Linked DNA regions of Sus scrofa: all the other regions are linked to region 2. Evidence: chromatin contacts called from public promoter capture Hi-C and targeted proximity ligation data. All regions are on one chromosome and are shown on one strand. The core of a region is the stretch at or near the end of the contact, and the rest is flanking DNA. Distances in the headings are between cores, read along the strand shown.

Evidence for each region. Promoter capture Hi-C pulls out the DNA fragments that hold promoters and counts their contacts.
Region 1: a contact with region 2 is called in a targeted proximity ligation map of alveolar macrophages. A contact is called at or near these places in 7 of 47 Hi-C or Micro-C datasets (epiblast stem cells, liver, mesenchymal stem cells and 3 more) and 1 of 2 datasets of targeted methods (alveolar macrophages).
Region 3: a contact with region 2 is called in a promoter capture Hi-C map of liver, with 7 times the contacts expected there. A contact is called at or near these places in 1 of 5 promoter capture datasets (liver), 9 of 47 Hi-C or Micro-C datasets (alveolar macrophages, heart right ventricle, liver and 5 more) and 2 of 2 datasets of targeted methods (alveolar macrophages and skeletal muscle).

What each region holds. Positions count from the first base shown.
Region 1 is chr3:126,345,284-126,348,810 of Sscrofa11.1, forward strand. No RefSeq gene overlaps it. Among named protein-coding and RNA genes, the nearest start is that of RRM2, 20 kb to the right of the region's middle.
Region 2 is chr3:125,859,798-125,862,989 of Sscrofa11.1, forward strand. It overlaps NOL10 (nucleolar protein 10), which reads left to right and starts at 1,625. Exons shown (of 21, transcript XM_021087848.1): 1 at 1,625-1,846. The coding sequence starts at 1,781.
Region 3 is chr3:126,365,757-126,369,057 of Sscrofa11.1, forward strand. It overlaps RRM2 (ribonucleoside-diphosphate reductase subunit M2), which reads right to left and starts at 1,389. Exons shown (of 11, transcript XM_021087850.1): 1 at 1,186-1,389.

The DNA.
Region 1 (3,527 bases), core at 753-3,252, 490 kb after region 2:
TGGCCAGGACTCAAGGGCAGGACCCCGTAAGTGACGTGTGACGTCACAGGCCATCTCCTAGGGGGGTCCACACCACCTGCTGACCCCTTCTCGGCTAAGCCAACTTCCTGGATTCTACAGAAGCAAAGATATATTTCTGGAAGCCTTCCATCCAAAAGGAAGTAGAAGCCCCACAATTGCTCTGTAGCTTGGCTATTAAAAATAGGAATTGCACCCACACGCAGGAAGAGTTTGTTGTGGACCACGGAAGGGCCAGAGTCACAAGGTCACCTGTGTGTTTGGGGAGAGGAAGCTGCTGGGCTCATGAGCTGACTGTTGCGGAGGCAGGCAGCTGTCGGCAGCTGGAGCCACAGCCCCAAGGCCCAGAAACCCCCAGAACCACAGGGATGCCACACGCTGCCCTGCCAACGGCTTCATAAAACCCAGTTCCCGCCACATCATGTGAGCATTTGGACAAGCACAGGTTCCAAAGAAAATTGCAAAAGAAATCAATTGTGCATTAACGAGCAGAGGGGAGACCTCGGCACCGACCTGGGAAGAACCCAAGATCTCTGGCGCCAGCTGGCCAGCTGGCCCGGCCCTGAGCTTGGCGACACTTGTGGAAGGAAGCCCGCCTCCGTTCGGGTGTCTGGCTCTGAAGGCCTGAAGCTCCGGTCACAGGACAGTCTCCAGGAGGCCCTGTGAGCAAGCAGAGCCTCTGCAGCCACAGGTTAGAGGGGAGGGGGGGGGGAGGAAGTGGCCACCCCCTCGGGGCGGTCAGGGCCTCCACAGCATTATCCACCGTCATTAATCCCCAGCCCTGTGACCCCCTGCTCCTGTGTCAGAGACAGAGGCCTCCCCCAGGCCATTCCCTCCCTCACTCATTCAATTAACACTGGAAAGAATCCAGGAGCTCCTGCAGTGGCTCAGCAGGTTAAGATTCTGACTAGTATTCATGAGGATACAGGTTCGATCCCTGGCCTGGCTCAAGGGGTTAAGGATCCAGTGTTGCCGTGAGCTGTGGTGTAGGTCGCAGACGAGGCTCAGATCTGGTGTTGCTGTGGCTGTGGTGCAGGCCGGCAGCTGTCGTTCCAATTCAACCCCTAGCCTGGGAATCTCCACATGCCTCAGGTGTGGCCCTAAAAAGACAAACGAGCAAAAAAAAAAAAAAAAAAAAAATTTCCGGAGGATACAGGTTTGATCCCTGGCCTGGCTCAGGGGATTAAGGATCCGGCATTGCCGGGAGCTGTGGTGTAAGCCGGCAGCTGCAGCTCTGATTCCATCCCAGCCTGAGAACTTCCAGATGCCGCAGGTGTGGCCCTAAAAAGAAAAAAAGAAACAAACAAACAAAACCCAAGCATTTGAAAGAATCCAGACTGCCAGGCCTGTGCCAGATGCTAGCTGATGATAACAAGGGGACAATTAGACCCCATTCCTGCCCTCAGGGGACTCACTGCCCCTGGCGGGGGAGCTGGGGAGGTCAGAGGAGGGAAGACCTCTTTTGGGGGCAGGGGCCGGGGTGTGGGGGGGTGCAGCGAGGGAGAGGGGAGGGGAGGAGGCTCCCTCTTCTGGCCACACGAGGGATAGCAGGCCTTCCTGCCTCCCTGCACCCAGGGCCTGGATTTATGACCTAGAGAGGCCGGGGTAGGGGGGAGGTGCCCGTCACCGGAAACAGAAAATGGCAAGCGTCTTAGGGGTGCAGTTTGGCTAGTGTTGGTGGGAGTCCCCATGGAGAGGTCTCTGAAGTCCGGAGAGGGCTGCGATTCCAGACAAGTGTGCAGAGGCCCCAGGGAGCAACGCTGCAGGAGGAGGTAGGGGGCCAGGGGGAGGCGAAGGGGACTGAGAAGAAGCCTCCAGAGCAGCAGGTGTGGGTTCACAGAGCCAAGGGGACACTGGTGAGAACCGAAGGGGCCACAAGGGGGCAGCACAACAGACGCGAAGGTTCAGTGCAAGACTCCGGAACCAGGCTGCCCCAGGCTCACGTACCAGCAGCTCTTCCTCTTATTGGCTGTGTGACCTTGAGCAGGTCAGTTAACCTCTCTGTGCCTTCAGTTCCTCCCTGTAAAGGGATTGCGAGCAGTGAATGAGTCAGCCTATGAAAAGCGCTTAGGGATTTCCCTGGTGGCTCAGCAGATGAAGGATTGTCACGGCTATGGCTCTGGTCACTGGGAACTTCCACATGCTGTGGGAGCAGCCAAGGAAAAAAAAAAAAAGGAAGGCTGATTCCAAACTTCCCAGGCATCTTCTCCCCCTAGAACAAAAGCCAAGCTCTCTGCCTGGGCCTACGAGACCCCAGGAGAACCCCACGCACAGACAAACGCCGCAGAGCTGCCCCTGTCTCCTGCCCAGACTCTGACCACATGAAAACAAGAGGTTCCTGCCACAGGGCCTTTGCACTTGCACTTCCCTTGCTGGAAACGGCCTTGCCTCCGCCCATGATGTGGTCTGTGCCCACTTTCTGCTCCAGTTCCTCAGATAGCCCTTTGCTGACCACCCACAGGAAAGAGCGGGTGCCCCCCGCCCCCCGTTCTGTTTCCTCCGGAGCACCTGACTTACTGCACATCAGGCTGGTTTGCAGTCTCCGCAAGGGCCTGGGCTCATCTGCTTTGTGCTTCCTTGTCTCGCCAGCACCTGGAGCAGAGAGGGTACAGAGTAGGGCTGACTCAGTGGCCTCCCAGCCCGCACCTCACCCTCCTCCCCACGGCTCTGTGTGCTCACCTGTGCCCCCAGCTTCTGACCCCTGACCCCGGAACAGCTCCCCCACTCCCTCTCCTGCTCCTTCCTTCCCAAGAGCAGCCAGCAAGGGAGTTCTTCCCCTGCTCCCGCTCCCTCCCTCCCTGGAGCCAGTCACCAGACAGCAGGCACCAGGCTCCCTCCATTCAACCACGTCACAAGTGGTTATCCTCTGGCTGCCTCTGCTGGTAGCCACGGGGAGGCAGAGGAGACCAGGCCTGCCTAGGAGGGGCTGACAGTCGTCCTGGGGAGCCAGCACGAAGGGACATCATCCTAATACAGCCAAGACACGTGTCACTGAGCATGGCTGGGTGGCACTAGCTCCCTGAAGCCCTGGGGACACAGTGGGGGTGGAGAGGCAGAGGGCCCGACATGCCACCTGACTTCTGAGCTCTGCCACCTGCAGACTTGTTTTTTTGTTTTTTCTGTTTTCTTTTTACAGCTGCACCTGCAGCATAGGGAAGTTCCCAGGCTAGGGGTCGAATTGGAGCTGCAGCTGCTGGCCTACACCACAGCTCACGGTGACGCCGGATCCTTACCCCACTGAACAAGGCCAGGGTTCAAATCCGCAATCCTCATAGTTACTAGTCAGGTTCTTAACCTGCTGAGCCACAACGGGAACTCCTGCCACGTGCAGACTTAACCCCTCTGAGCCTGGCCCATACACAGCGGAGCAGGACGTAGCTGAGCTCAGTCCTCAGAACTGAAAGCAGCTTCAAAACTGTCCCCTGGCCAGCCCTCAAGACAGAAGCAACTGGATCCCGACTCTCTGCTAGATCGCAAGCCTTCTGAGCCACCCGCGGAGGCCACTGCAG
Region 2 (3,192 bases), core at 375-2,874:
CCAACAGAAGTTTAATAGCATGTGTACATGGGAAAGCCTCAGAAAACTAAGTCCCCTGACTGTCAACCTCTTCGGCTAAAGACAAAAAGAGATGTTTGGGGCAGTGGTTTGGGGCTTCAAAGGCAAGGAAGGCAAATCACAGGGAGATTAAAAAGCAAATGTTTGGTAAACAAATGCTGGCCTGGCGAGGCAGAGACAATGCAACACAGAAAGAAATTTTCACAGACTTGCAAGGGTCTTCCCCTTCCACACAGGTCTTACTAGAGTTGTCTAGGTCACAGCTCCCAGGTCCTCTATTTACATTCTTTGAAGCAGTCCAGGAGGTCAAAATTTCTTCCTTTCTTCATTATTTTGGGCTTTGATTGTTTTCCGCTGAAATCAGCATGCCAAAGAGACATTTTGGGGGCAAATTTTGCTCCCCTACAGGATGGATGTTAAATGAATGGAGATGAAAATAACCTTTTTTTTTTTTTTTTCTTTTTCTTTTAAATGGCCAAACCCAAGGCATATGAAGTTCCTGGGCCAAGGATTGAGTCCCAGACAGCCTATGCCACAACTGCCTCAGAGCCTTTAACCCACTGTCCTAGGCTGGGGATCAAACCCAAGCCTCCATTCCCTGCCTCCACAATAACCAGAGCTGCTGCAGTCAGGTTCTTAACCCACTGTGCCACAGTGGGAACTCCTGAAAATAACTATCTTATTTTATTTTATGTATATATATATATTTTTGCCTTTTCTAGGGCCGCTTCCACGGCATATGGAGGTTCCCAGGCTAGGGGTCCAACTGGAGCCGCAGCCACCAGCCTACACCACAGACACATTAACACGGGGATCCAGTCCTTGTCTGTGACCCATACCACAGCTCAAAGCAACGCCGGATCCTTAACCCACTGAGCAAGGCCAGGGATCAAACCCGCAACCTCATGGTTCCTAGTAGGATTCGTTAACCACTGAGCCACGATGGGAACTCCCCAACTATCTTTTAATACATCAAATCTTTTTGATTTTTAATTTTTTGTTTTTTTAAGGGTGCACCCAGGGCATATGAAAGTTCCCAGGCTAGGGGTCAAATCGGAGTGCAGCTGCCGGCCTACACCACAGCCAGATACAGCAACGTGGGACCCAAGCGGCGTCTGTGACCTACACCTGAGTTTCACAGCAACAGGGGATCCTTAACCCACTGAGCCAGGCCAGGGATGGAACCCACATCTTCATGGATACTAGTTGGATTTGTTACTGCTGAGCCAGGATGGGAACTCCAATACATCAACATTTAAAAGCATTTATTTTTAATGTAATGTTGTAGAAACACTGCTGAGAAAGGACCACACTTCCATTCTGAATTTGCTCACAGGCTGCATTCTCTCCCTGGGATCCCTGACCCCCCGCCCCTCAAGGCTTCGGTCTGCCAGGTCAGCACCGCCCTCCTTGGGACCTCGACACTTCGGCCAGAGCAGCGACCCTAAAGGCTTCCTCCGCTCCTAGCTGAGAAGAGGGAGAGCGGCTCCTGGCTCTCCCCACGTTAAGGTCGCCCAGAGACCCCCGGCCTCGCTAGTTCCTCTTCTCTAACCCCCCAGCTTCCCGCTTCCGGGATGGACGCGTCCACCACCCCCGGCGCCCGGAAGTGCGTCATCACTCAGCGCCCGCGCCGGCGCCCCACGCTGTGCATGGCCTCCACGCTCCCCCGGCGCCCCAGGAGGACCTAAGGTTCTGATGCTCGTGAGCCCTGTAGGGAGCGGGTCCTGGACAAAAACTCGGGCCGCAGCTTTTCGGCGTCGCCATGCAGGTCTCCAGCCTCAACGAGGTGAAGATTTACAGCCTCAGCTGTGGCAAGTCCCTTCCCGAGGTGAGTCCTGCCGGGTCCTGCTCCTCGCCGAGCAGCCGCCCCTCTCCTCGGCCCTGTCCCTGGCCGATTCCACCTGTTTCAGCGGGGCCCGGGTCAGCCCCAGACTCAGGGAGGGCCACTGGCGAGTGACGGTGCCCCGGGGGAGCTAGTCCGTGCTGGGGGACGAGGACTAGCTGTCACCGCGCCAGAAGCTGGGCCCAGAGGAGATCAGGATCGATGAGCTTTGCCTTAACTTTTTTGGGGTAAAGTTCTCTAGAACAGAGGAGGTGTCCCTTTGGGCTTTTAAGGATGTTCACAGTGGCTGCTACACCGAGGAGGAAAACGTGGACCGGTTGATTATTTCTTCCCATATTAATGCCCGCCCAACAGCTGCTGGTTGAATTCCTGTTATATGGCAAGTTCGAGAATACAGCAGTGACGAGAAAGGCAGACTTTGCATCTGCAGCATTTATGGTGCAGACGGCAGTATTTCTGAACCTTGTCTTGATTTCTTTGAGTCTTGGGACCTAAGAATTGGAAGGGGCTTGGAAAGTCAGTGATTCTCTTCCAGTCTTTCGTGTTTAAAACATGCAAAAGATCCACTGAGGGGAACGGTAGCTTTGTCCGAGTCACACACCTAGACTCTGAAGCTGGGATGTTATTTCTTAAAAGTCAGGGTCAAGCCACTGTCAAAGCACTTTTTGTAGAAGCTCTTTTTCATTTTGAGACTACTTGTTGTTTTAAAACATACCACTTTCTGGGGTGCTGCTGTTGGTCTGAGTCTTGCCCTTGGGAATCAGAATAAATGTAACTTGTCCTTGTGTCTGACCCGAAAAGATTTGGAGCCAGTGATTAGGTTCTTCTCAGATGGGAGTCTCTGTTGTGGCTCAGTGGAAACGACCCTGACTAGTATCCATGACGATGCGGGTTCGATCCCTGGCCCTGCTCAGTGGGTTAAGGATCCAGCATTGCCACAAGCTGTGGTGTAGATCGGAGACGAAGCTCGGATCCCTGAATTGCTGTGGCTGTGGTGTAGACCAGCAGCTGCAGCTCCGATTTGACTCCTAGCTTGGAATTTCTGTGAGCCGCAGAAGATTTTTCTCAGAATTTGGGTCAGGGGTTCCTGTCGTGGCTCAGTGGTTAACGAATCCGACTAGGAACCATGACATTGTGGGTTCGATCCCTGGCATCGCTCAGTGGGTTAAGGATCTGGTGTTGTCGTGAGCTGTGGTGTAGGTCCTAGATGTGGCTCAGATCTGGCGTGGCTTTGGCTGTGGTGTAGGCTGGTGGCTACAGCTCCGATTAGACTCCTAGCCTGGGAACCTCCATATGCCGTGGGTGCGGCCCTAAAAAGAAAAAAGACAAAA
Region 3 (3,301 bases), core at 139-2,638, 510 kb after region 2:
GCAGTTGCTGTGTCACTAGGACAGGTCACCCGACTTAAAGAATTGGTGCGCTGGTAGCTCTACCTAACCTGTGGGATTCCTAAGAAAATGAGAGGATTAAGTGAGACCATTCATGTAAAATGGGAAGCTCTTTGGAAACCTTCACATTAACAGGAAGGGCCTTTGGTGCAGTTTCCCGCTGAAATCGTGTCTGCTTTCAGACCACTGTCCTCTGTGTCAATATTGTTTTAAAAATGGCAAACTAAGCAAAACCTCCTGGGAAAGAGTCCAGTGTGTGCTTGAAGAACTAGAAATTCATGTACTGCTTATTGGGCATCCAAGATCCTGGAGAGGGGGTTGAAAACCTCCATGGGGGAGGGGGGGATTCGAACTAAGTAAAAGTGTCCATTTTACTTTGTACATGATCTTTCAGATTTGCCATAGATTTTGCCCTGAATGTGGCAAAATTCAAGAAATGATTGCAGAGGAAGCAGTGTTAAGGAGTTCCCATCGTGGCTCCCTGGTAACGAACCCGACTAGTATCCATAAGGACACGGGTTCGATCCCTGGCCTCGCTCAGTAGGGTAAGGATCTGGCGCTGCGATGAGCTGTGGTGTAGGTCCCCAGACGTGGCTTGGATCCTGCGTTGCTGTGGCTGTGGTGTCGGCCGGCAGCTGCAGCAGCTCCAATTAGACCCCTGGCCTGGGACCCTCCATATGCCACGGGTACGGCCCTAAAAAGCAAAAAAAAAGAGCTTCGCATCTCTTAGACAAAACAACTAAGACTCTGGTCTATCTGTTTTAAAGCAGCTCACAGACATTGTCGATTTCCCCTTACTTCAGCATGCACTTTCAGAAAATGGATATTTTTATTGATAGAGGTGTGATGGTTTTATCAGCCACCATAAAACGATCGCAATTATCAGTGATTCTCTGTCCTTCTCTAATCCTCAATGTCGGGTAATTAATACCTGAAGTCCTCCTTTGGGTTGCTGTTCCAGGCACCATGTGCTTTTTAGCTCCTGTTATATTCCGTGTGTACAGGAACCATAAAGTATAACTCGGTGAACTAGCCAGAAACCGTGACTTCTTTTTCGGTTGAACTGCCACGAGGCAGGGGGAAAAGTCGCCATCCTCTCCTTCACCTCCTCCCACCTCTGAGTCATTTGGGAGGTCCCATCCCCTCCCCCCCAGGTCGGGTTTTTACCGCTCTCGCTTTACAAAGGAGGAAGCAGGGGCAGAAGGCTACGTGACTCTGCGGGGAGGTCAAGCCGGGAGGAGGCAGCGGGGCCTGGCTTCTGGTAGGCAGGGCCTCCTCTCTCGCCTGGGTCCCGGAGAGGAAAAGGCCGGGCGGGACGTGGCGGCCCATTCCCCGGAAGAGAGAGCGCCCTCCGCTGCTGCCTAGGGCCGGGCGCTGGAATCTGACCAGGAATCTTCCTGGCTTCCCTCTGCGCCTGTTTGACAGCTGCTCCACGATTGGCCAGTAGGACAGAGACTCCGCCCCCAACCTCCGAGAGGAGGCGCTCATTCGAGCCTTCGGGATCCCACGCCAGGCCACCGTAAGCCCCGCCCCCGCTTCCGGTCCTGCGGTCGCGCGGGGAGAAGTTGTACTTTTAGCATCTAGGGCGGGCGGGTTTGGTGGCCTCTTAAGAGGCGCCTCACCCTACCCCAGCACTCATCACCTATATACGGGACACCGCGCTGGTAATGACACTGACGTCGGTAACTCCACAGCCCCTGGGCCCCTGGACCACGTGATTAACACTTAAAATGCAAAGGACAGTGTGAGGTTCTCTTGAGATCAAGGTCTGAGAGGCAAGGAGAATGTCCAAGGTTATACGGTTCCTAAAACTGCCCAGCTAGAACTTTCCTCTCCCAATTTTTGTTAATAATGTTTTCGGAGTTCCCCTTGTGACTCAGCAGTAACGACTAGTATCCATGAGGATGTGGGTTCCATCCCTGACCTTGCTCAATGCGTTAAGGATCCAGCGTTGCCGTGTAGATCACAGACACCGCTGGGGTCTGGCATTGCTGTGTCTGTGGGGCAGGCCAGCAGCTGGAGATCTGATTTGACCCCTAGCCGGGGAAACTCCATATGCTACAGGTGCAACCCTAAAAAGCAAAAGCAAAAAAATAAATAAATAAAGTTTTCAACAAACAGAAAAACAAAAGAATCCTACAGTCTTCACCCACCACCTGGGATTCAGTGGTTGTTTCCATTTTGCCTTATTGCTTTCTCTTTCTGGACGTGGGAGGCTTTAGTTTTTTCTGGATCATTTGAAAGTGGGTTGTAGAAAGGACACTTCATCCCCAGATATTTCAGCATGTTGCGGCATATAACTCTTAAAAATAAAAACATCCACTAACGTAACCACAACATCATATTCAGACCTAAGAAAACCAGCATTAATTCTCTAACATCACCTAATAGCTTCTAGTCCATAAGCAAATTTTCCCCAGTCGTTTCAAATGTGTCTTTTAATTCATTCACTTTTTATTCAGGATCCTGTTTAGCACATGCATTACATTTGTCCACTGTATCTTTTTAGTCTCTTTAAAATCATATCAAATGAGCTTTATTTTTTGTTCTTTGATTTTTTTTTTTTTTTTAATCTGCAGAGTGGTGGACGTGACAACAAAGTCAGTTACATGCAGTGGCATCAAGACAGTGGTTGTTTGTATAGTTGTTCTTAGGCCCCCCCCCCCGTCTGTCGCTTTTTTGTTTTTGTTTTTGTTTTTTGCTTTTTAGGGCTGTATTCAAGGCATATGGAAGTTCCCAGGCTAGGGTTCAAATCAGAGCTGCAGCTGCCAGTCTACACCACAGCCACAGCAACACGGGATCTGAGCCACATCTACGACCTATACCACAGCTCACAGTAACACCAGATCCTTAACCCACTGAGCGAGGCCAGGGACCGAACCTGCATCCTCATGGACACTAGTTGGGTTCCTTACCACTGAGCCACAACGGGAACTCCATTAGTCTCTTGAATTTGAACAACCGTACTTTGTTTTTAGCCCATGATATTGGCTGTGTGATGTTCAGGCCACTTTTCTTGTGGACTGTCTCACGTTCTACATTTGCCTGATGTGTCTTCAGAGTGTCATTTAACTTGTCTTTCTGATCACTGTATTTACTGTAAACTAGAAGTTGGATCTAAAGGTTTTATTACATTGGGCTTATATTTTTTGCATGTGGTTAAAATATACATAAGCTAAAAAAAATACATAAGCTAAAATTTACCATTTGAACCTTTTTTTTTTTTGTCTTTTTGCTGTTTCTTGGGCCGCTCCCGAAGCATATGGAGGTTCCCAGGCTAGGG